Linked DNA regions of Sus scrofa: region 1 is linked to region 2. Evidence: chromatin contacts called from public HiChIP or PLAC-seq data. All regions are on one chromosome and are shown on one strand. The core of a region is the stretch at or near the end of the contact, and the rest is flanking DNA. Distances in the headings are between cores, read along the strand shown.

Region 1 (4,333 bases), core at 511-3,010, 460 kb after region 2:
GACTGCTTTAGTAATTATTCAGTTCTAAGGAATAGAATCTGCTCAAGCTAGTCTAAGTAAAAGGGCAAAGATCTCGTGGAAGAAGCTGTACAGAATTCAGTTTCCAGGAAGAGCAGGAATCAAAAAAGCTAATTTCAAGAAGGTTAACAACAGGCATACATGAATACCTCCTCTGGTGCCCCACCATTTACTTGACTCAGTTGACCATTCTCTGAGTCTTTTTATTGCTTGAATGAAATTTTCCAGAGAAGGAATATGAGTGGTCACTGTCTCATTATACTGGGCAAAGTCATGTAAGCCAGCTTCCCATTCTTAAGGTTAGTAACAATGAACAAGGTAAACTAGAATAGGAAATCCTTGGTGGAAGACTGATCCAGTAGGATCTTTACTCAGTACTTTAACAAACCATAGGGTAGTGCTATGGCCCACAGTTTATGTTTGAATAAATGGCCACCTGGCCTTGGCACAGGAAATTTACCTCTGTACATTTCATACGCTAAAATCATGTACACCGGCTATATTTTATGGATATATTTTATGGAAAAATATATCCATGCGCAAAGTTAAAGCAGCCAGCCAATCTGCCATTGCAGCCATCCAATAGGTTGATTCATTATTTAAAAAAAAAAAACCTATTAGAGTCAAAATGGTTGATCTGGTGACCTAGAGCAGATCTAGCCTGTAAGGAACAAAGAGATTTGACATGTTATTGTGATATTAATTGTGCTTATTTTCACTATGAGGTTAATATTCTTCATTGCTAATTCTAGTTCAGTGATCAGCAAACTTTTTTTTTCTATAAAGGACCAGATATCAAGTAATTTAGGCTTTGCAGGCTTTATGGCCTCTGTCATAACTATTCAACTTTGACATAGCACAAAAGCAGATGTAGAGAATATGTAAGTGAATGGACATGGCTGTGCTCCAATAAAACTTTACAAAAATAGGAGGCAAGATTAATAAAACAAAAAAATAGAAGCAAGATGGATTGGGTCTGGCAGTCACTCTTTACAAACCTCTGTTCCCGATCATTTCTCTTCTCCCTCAAATCTATGTCTTTTTTAATGTATACAATCTGAGGATTCAACCCACCACCTCTCCTTGTTATGGTCATCAACAAATGTCTGGTTTTTAGACCTAGCTGTCTTCCCCTTAATCTTTTATGCTTGTCATTGTTCTTGATGATTTTTCAACTCACGGAGAAGATAGTTCATTTCACATTCTCACTTCTCTGTCTCCTGCAGCCTTCACTTCCAATGATCGTCTCCTTAATCCACCCACTTTGACCCAGGGTCTATCATCTCCAGTAACAAAACTACACCCCAAATCTTGATTCTGAGCCTCTTACCAACCATCAATCCCCCTTGATCTAACCCATGTACTCTTGACTCCAATTCCAACAGCTCTTTGATTCACTGAGGTCATTGGGACTTCCAGTCCATTGGCCCTACCAATTTTTTTAACTATCCACAAGCCCTGTCCTCCCATGTCCTCCTATCCTTCCTTGCCCAGTTTAGACATACCCTTGAGTACTCCTCCAACTCCCTTGGCTCTCTTTCGCAGCTCTGCACCCATGTCACAGCTGCACCTGCACACTGAGTGTGGCTGGAGAAGAAACACGATCATGAGAACAGATCTCTTGTGAATACACTGCATAGCTAACAATCCTACCATGGTTCTCTCATAGAATTCAATTTCCTACTCTAGGCAATAAGCATTTTCCATCCTTTCCATCTAACTTCATACTCACTCTTCCTGTTTCATTGGAAAATAGGAACTACTCAAGCCTGGACTTCCCCAGACTCACAAACATGTATGAGGTGAGGTTGGAAGCAGGGATTCCTAAGGGCAGGCACATTTTGAGTGACATGCCCACCTTCCTGGTTTGGATTTCTGAAACTCACTGAGGGGATCAGGCTAGGCTTTCCAAGAGCTGGAAGGGAGAGAACACTTGGGAGACCTAAGGTGGAACTTGCTGACATGGAGACATTAATTCCCTAAGACCAAAAGGGGATGTGGTGTTTGGGTGGCTGCCATAAGCATGTGCTCCTGACCTCTTCCCACACAACAGCTTGAAGAAGTGGTGCAGCATTAAGAGAGAACTGCTACCAGGTCTCTCTAAGGAGGCTGGGTTCCAAGCACTAGGGCGCCCAGCCTCTGTCTGAGCATTAGGTCACATGGTTGCCACAGAGCCTCCTGCGTCCAAGGAACCCCGTGAGCCAGGACAACAACTCTCATCTGTGGGCACCTAGACCTAAGACTGGGAGCCCCTCCTTGCATGTTCTGGGCAACATAAGACCCTTGAGATCTCTGCTTAACCCTCCAGTGGGATCCATATTATGACTGAGGCTGAATTTCCAGCCAGGCTTATAGTGGTGTGGGACCAATTAAATTCACTTGAGAACTAAAAGACACAGGACGTTTCTTATATCCTATGTAGAAGAGTACAATGCAGACCCACTACATTTGGTTCTGTACAATGAAACTCAGAGGAAGGAATTTCTGGAGGCTTTCTGAAGTGCACTCATAAGGCAAATGCACAACAGGTGAATTGAACAAAAAGCCAGATCTACCATCCCCAATTTCCATGGTCCTAGTCCAGTGTTTACAACATAAAAACTTCGGTGTCCAACAGAGTTATCATATAAATCCATGATGCGTAAACACCTAAAACATCACATTAAAATTCCCACATAGGCCAGTTTGAAAAAAAAAAAAAAAAAAGCTTTTCAAAAGGGCAAAGTTGAAAAATCTCATATCATCAGGAGGGAGCAAAGAGGCCCTGAGTGGGAAGAAAAGTGAGTGGAAATCAATTTTATTTGCTTCAGCCTCACAATGGATTTTGTAAAGCAAAGGATAGAAAATCAATCTTGTCAAATCAGTGAGAATTTATACACTTGAAGGGGATGAAAATGTCTTGGAGGGCGTGTCAGGTGTACAATGTTCTCCTCCAGCCCATCATGAAGGATACACCGTGAAGGGTGGGCCCTTTTCTACACTGAGGAGACCGGTGCCAAGAATGTTCAAAAATTTCCTCATCAAGAGGAGTCCACGGTGGAAGCCAAACCTGCAGGGTGGAGTTGGAGAAAGACACAGGAAGACCCGGGAGCGCCTGTGCCTGACTCAGCAGAACCAACCTCCACATTACATCTACCAGAAGGCCCCCTTATCATGCCTCTGCTGGTGCATTCCTCTGATATTTGGGGGCTGCCAGGCCATCTGTTCTGACAGACCTCCTGTGGCCGTAGTGTAATCCATGCTTTGGTGAGTGGGGGCTGGTCATTCCCAATGACATCACCAAGGAATCGGATCAGGAACCCGAGTATGGAAAGCAGACCTGGAGTTTCTGGGCTTCGCTCTCCTGGGCATGGAGGAGACGTCACAGGTCAGGGCTGAAGGGAAGTCAAGAGAGGTAAAGCCCCATGTCCCCTGCCTGAGGGAAGCTGGTCAGGGGCTAGGCCAAGAGGTGGGCCAGTAGCAAACTTAGCTTCATTTTATAAGCATGTTATTTGGTTTCCCCTTTAATTTGTATCAACTTTAGTGAAGTCTCCTGTAAAACATCTGCCTAGTTGAAACTGACCTTCCTTGCCTTGGTCCCATTCAAACCTCCATAATGAGCCTGGGTGGCTTAAACACAAGTATTTATTCCTTACAGTTCTGGAGGCTGGGAAGACTAAGATCAAGGTGCCGGTAGATACGGTGTCTGGCAGGGACTGGCTTTCTGGTTCATGGATGGCCATATTCTCTCTGTGCCCTTGCATGATGGAAGTGGGGAGGGAGCTCTCTAAGGCCTCTTTTATAAGGGCACTAATCCCATTCATGAGGGCCCCCCTTTTATGACCTAATGACGTCCGAAAGACCCTTCTAATACCATCACTCTGGGTGGGGGAGGGTTAGGATTTCAACACATTAATTTTGAGGAGACACACACTTTCATCCCACAACATACCTAGATTTACAGAAGAGTCATGAAGGCCATCACAAAAGAGAACAGCACTCCCCTATCTCATCTGCAGGCAGGTGTGCTAGTGACCTTGTACTTAGCAGGTTCCCAAAGAATGGAGGCAAGGCCAAGAAATCCAATTTCGGCCCCACTTACCCCTTCATTCATCATTGCTAAACTTGTTGATCTAGACTTAATGCGATTAAAGTTAAGTATGTGGTCCATGACAGGCCTGTGTGGCCTGGGGGAAGTTATTTGACCTCTCTCTGTGGCTGCTTCCTTAGCTGTAAAATGTCTATCATGACACATCTATATCATAGGATTATTTTCAGTATTATATGAGTTGATGTTTGTGAAATTCTCAGAGCCATGCCTGACAGAGTTAAGCAC
Region 2 (4,619 bases), core at 2,063-4,562:
CAGCCAGCATGCAATGAAAAACTATTAAGGATTTTTTTCAGTAAGGGAGGGCATGCCACATGAAATAGAATCCGCTATATTAATAAACCGTAGTTGATACTAAACGTAATTTTTTTGGCTATCTTCCAAGTGCGTTACTAAGTCATGGGAAACTTGCAAGTATAGCAAAATGTAATAAAGGAAATTGAAAAATTCTTAGGTGTTGATTACTCTCTGTGTACAAAGGGGCTCTGTGCTCTAGATATAAATGGATAGATCAAATGACTTTGAAGCATGGTTACAGCCAACGATAAAAAGGAGACCTGCTTCCCTGTGGCCTGAGACCACTTATTTTCAAAATGAAACACTTCTCTCTATAACAAGTTAAATTTCTAACATGAAACAGGAGAACTACTTGGTATTTCAGAAAAATATGGTCATTTTTCGTTTATTATTAAATATTCCCTACCTCCCTGCTATGTGCCAAGCAGTTAAAAGATTATCTAAAAAGTAAATATTAAAGTTAAATATTATACTCACTTTCTGTTTTTTTAAACTCTGTGTTCTATACATATAACCAGTTCTGAGGTCTAAAAAGAAACTTATTAATGATAATTGGGTAGAAATTCTGCTAAACTTTTAAAATGCCTAAAATACTCTGAAAGAAAAGATTGTGATATAGCATAGAAGGTTAGATTTTAGCCTATACTCAATAATGTTACAATTCAATTTTAGTAGCACATGTATGGCCCAGATCCATGGGTCAGCAAGCTTTTACTCTAAAGAGTTAGATAGTAATTATTTGAGGTTTTGGAAGCAAGATGGTTTCTGTCACAATGACTCAACCCTGCCCTGCACTGCAAAAGCAGCTGGACATAATACATAAAATAGGCATAGCGGTGTTCCAATAAAACTTTACAGATACTGAAATTTGATTTTTATATAATTCTCATGTGTCACACAACATTTTGATTTTGATTTTTCTCAATCATTTGAAAATATGAAAATCATTCTCTGTTCATGAGTGGGCTGTATAAACATAGGTAGTGGGGTGGGGTCTGGTTCAAGAACCCAGTGTCCCAGTTTTGGGTTCCCTCCAAACAGAGGCAAGGGCTTGGGGGTGCAGGGGGTTTATTCCTAGGAAGCAAGAATGAAGGAGCATGGAGTTCCCGTCGTGGTGCAGCGGTTGATGAATCCGACTAGGAACCATGAGGTTGCGGGTTCGGTCCCTGCCCTTGCTCAGTGGGTTAATGATCCAGTGTTGCCGTGAGCTGTGATGTAGGTCACAGACGCGGCTCAGATCCCGAGTAGCTGTGGCTCTGGTGTAGGCTCGGATCCTGTGTTGCTGTGGCTCTGGCGTAGGCTGGCAGCTACAACTCTGATTAGACCCCTAGCCTGGGAACCTCCATATGCCGTGGGAGCGGCCCAAGAAATGGCAAAAAGACAAAAAAAAAAAAAAAAAAAAAAAGAAGGAACATGGAGAGAGAGAGACTGACTGGAATAGAAAAAACCTTTAACAAAGGATATGGACCTGTATCCATTATTGAGAGCAGCTGGGGTCTATCGCACTGGGGACCCTCCGAGACACTGGTAGAATGTGCCTCAGACAGGACCCTCTGAAGGATGGGAGGCTGCTCCTGATGGCAGTGGCCAACTTAAAGCGTGGAGAACAAAAACCTCATATACCTGAGCTTTCACCTCCAGGCATAGATTAAAATCAAAGATTTTCTATAACATGCTTAAAACAGTGTCTCTCTTAGAGCAGTAAAAGTAAAATATCCCCAAATCTAACTCAGACTTTGAGTCTGATCAAATCCAAGTTTGCTTTTGCTGAATTATAGTGTCAGTTGGATTCACAGCCTTGCCACATTTTTGATGTAAGTGAAGGCAGGGACCTAGAAAAAGTGCAATTCCAGCAATTTGACTGGAAACATCTGGAACACTTTGAGGAGTACCCTCAACCCCCAACCCTCCCATGAAGTGCTTTCTACTGGGCCGCCTGTATCTGCAGAGCAGTTCCTCTCCCCTTGCTTAGAGAAACTCTTATTTCCTGGCCTGTGCTCTCATGGAACAAAATTAATATTTTGTAGCCCACCAGTCACTGTCACTCCGTCAGTAACCACAGTCATACTCCAGTGTACATTGGGGGAAAAGCTGAGGGTGGAACCAAACTAGGGAAGGGAGACCCTGAGGAATTTATTAAATTATAAGAGCAAAAAGCAGGGGGATATTTGTGAGAAGAGATTTTGACCCGAAAGGGAAGAGTATAAAAGGCTCAATATCCAAAATATACAAACAGCTCATACAACTCAATAGCAAAAAGACAGCCCAATCAAAAAATGGGCAGAAGACCTGAATAGACATTTCTTCAAAGAAGACAAAAAATGGCTAACAGGCACATGAAAAGATGTTCAACGTCACTAATTGTTAGAGAAATGCAAATGAAAACTGCAATGAGGTATCACCTCACACTGGTCAGAATGGCCATCATTAATAAGTCTACAAATAACAAAAGATGGAGAGGTTGTGGAGAAAAGGGAACCCTCCTACAATGTTGGTGGGAATGTAAACTGGTGCAGCCACTACAGAGAATGGTGTGGACGGTCCTTAAAAAAACTAAATATAGAACTACCATATGATCCAGCAATCCCCATCCTGGGCATTTATCCAGAAAGGATGAAAGCTCTGATTCAAAAAGATACATGCATCCTCATGTTCACTGTAGCACTGTTTACAATAGCCAAGACACAGAAGCAACCTTGTCATCAGTTGCCAAGAATGGAATCTGACAAGCCAAAGAACCTCTCCAAAAGGAAACAAACTATTTTTAAACTCCTATTGGTGCTAATGCCTGTTTCACCTAGTCTCTCTTTGGCCTTTGTGGCAAGGGAAGGGAGCTGAGGAAAAGTGTACCTTGAATGAGTCTTTCCATGTCCCTGATAAGAAAGTGAGGAGAGGTTACAGTCCCCGGGTGGCATAAGCAGGTTAAAGATCTGGCACTGTCACTGCTGCGGCTCTGGTTACCGCTGCGGCACGGGTTCAATTCAGGCCCGGGAATTTTGGCAGGCCCTGCACGTGGGGCAAAAAAAAAAAGAGAGAGAGAAAGTGAGAAGAGAAAGAGCCTTGTAATAAGTAGGCAGGAAGCAGACTGGGTAAAATTGTCCAAGAAGCAGAGAAGCAGCAACATAATCTCTTATGGGTTCTCTAGTGGTATCGAGAAGTTCATTACTGGGAGTTCCCATCATGACACAGCAGAAACGAATCCGACTAGTAGCCATGAGGAGGCACATTTGATGCCTGGCCTCGCTCGGTGAGTCGTGGATCCAGTTTCGCCATGAGCTGTGGTGCAGGCTGGCAGCTGTAGCTGTGATTCGACCCCTAGCCTGGGAACCTCCATATGCTGCATGTGCAGCCCTAAAAAAAGAAGGAAGTTCATTACCACCTAAGAACACCATGAGATAGCCATACCCTGGCTGCCACCTCCTTAGTACCAACTTCTCCAGGTTTGTGATGCCAGAAGGATTTGTCCAGAATCCAATGATAATATATTTGATAGATCATGGATTTAGAGCCCAATGACTTGAATGGTGTGAAATGTCAGCATGCAAAATATTTGAATGAAGAAAATGGGTCAAAGGCAAAATGAGGACTGTGACTCCAAGGAGAGGTAACTTTTATATGGACTCTGTAACTACCTGGTGAACTTCTTGGTAGAACATGCCTCACCCAGGCTGGGAGATCCATTAGGGGGAGTTAGAGAAGTAAATGCCAGGAAGTGAGAGGAAAGAAAACCTCCATTTTTCTCAGCATTTAAAGCATTATCTCTGGGGACTCAGTGTCTGCTTTTCTCATGAAAAGTCATTTAAAACTTCTATGATGTACATCCATGTTCCTAGAAGCATTACTCACAATAGCTAAAATGTGGAACCAACCCATGTGTCCATCAAAAAATGAATGGATAAACACACAATGGAATATTATTCAGCCTTAAAAAGGAAGGAAGTTCTGTAATATGTCACAATATGGATGAACCTTGAGGATATTATGCTGAAAGAAATAAGCCAGTCACAAAAATACAAATACTGTATGATTCCATTTATATGAGGTACCTACAGCAGGCAAAACCGTAAAGATAGAAAATATAATGGTGATTGCCAAGAGGTGGGGGCAGGCGGGGAGAAAGGGGGTTATTGTCTAATGGGTATAGAGGTTCAGTTTTACAAGATGAAAAGAGTTACAGGGATGGATGGCGGTGGTGGTTGCACAACAATGTGAATGTATTTAATACCTCTGAACTGGGCACTTAAAAATGTTAAGATGGTAAATTTTATGTTATATGAATATGTTACGTGCTACATGTTACATGTTTTTTTAAAAATTTAAGCATATACAAAACAAAATAAAGAAAAAGAAGCAAAGAAACTTAAATCGATAAATTAAAAATAAATTTGTTCCTTTTAAAGTTTTTTTAATATACCCATCAGAATAAATAACAGAAAGGAAATATAAATGAAATAGCTGAGATTTTAAATGAGGAAATTGAGAATAAGATAGAAGAAAACCAAAAGACAAAGCAAAAATAATAATACTAATTAAAAACCCAATTTAAAGGAAATGGAAAATTAACATAAGAGTAAAAA

What was found. HiChIP or PLAC-seq counts read pairs in DNA pulled down with a chosen protein or histone mark.
Region 1: a contact with region 2 is called in an H3K27ac HiChIP or PLAC-seq map of alveolar macrophages. The contact joins two enhancer-like sites. A contact is called at or near these places in 1 of 47 Hi-C or Micro-C datasets (embryonic fibroblasts) and 1 of 2 datasets of contacts at active chromatin or transcription factors (alveolar macrophages).

Annotation. Positions count from the first base shown.
Region 1 is chrX:11,791,366-11,795,698 of Sscrofa11.1, forward strand. All of the region lies in intron 1 of LOC110257731 (a long non-coding RNA gene), which reads right to left. Among named protein-coding and RNA genes, the nearest start is that of ASB9, 34 kb to the right of the region's middle. Within about 2 kb of position 1,761, at least 2 of the 83 cell types and tissues checked have an H3K27ac peak or open chromatin away from gene starts, as enhancers often do. A contact at or near this core is called in alveolar macrophages, where this site is marked.
Region 2 is chrX:11,327,744-11,332,362 of Sscrofa11.1, forward strand. No RefSeq gene overlaps it. Among named protein-coding and RNA genes, the nearest start is that of FANCB, 79 kb to the right of the region's middle. Within about 2 kb of position 3,313, at least 1 of the 83 cell types and tissues checked has an H3K27ac peak or open chromatin away from gene starts, as enhancers often do. A contact at or near this core is called in alveolar macrophages, where this site is marked.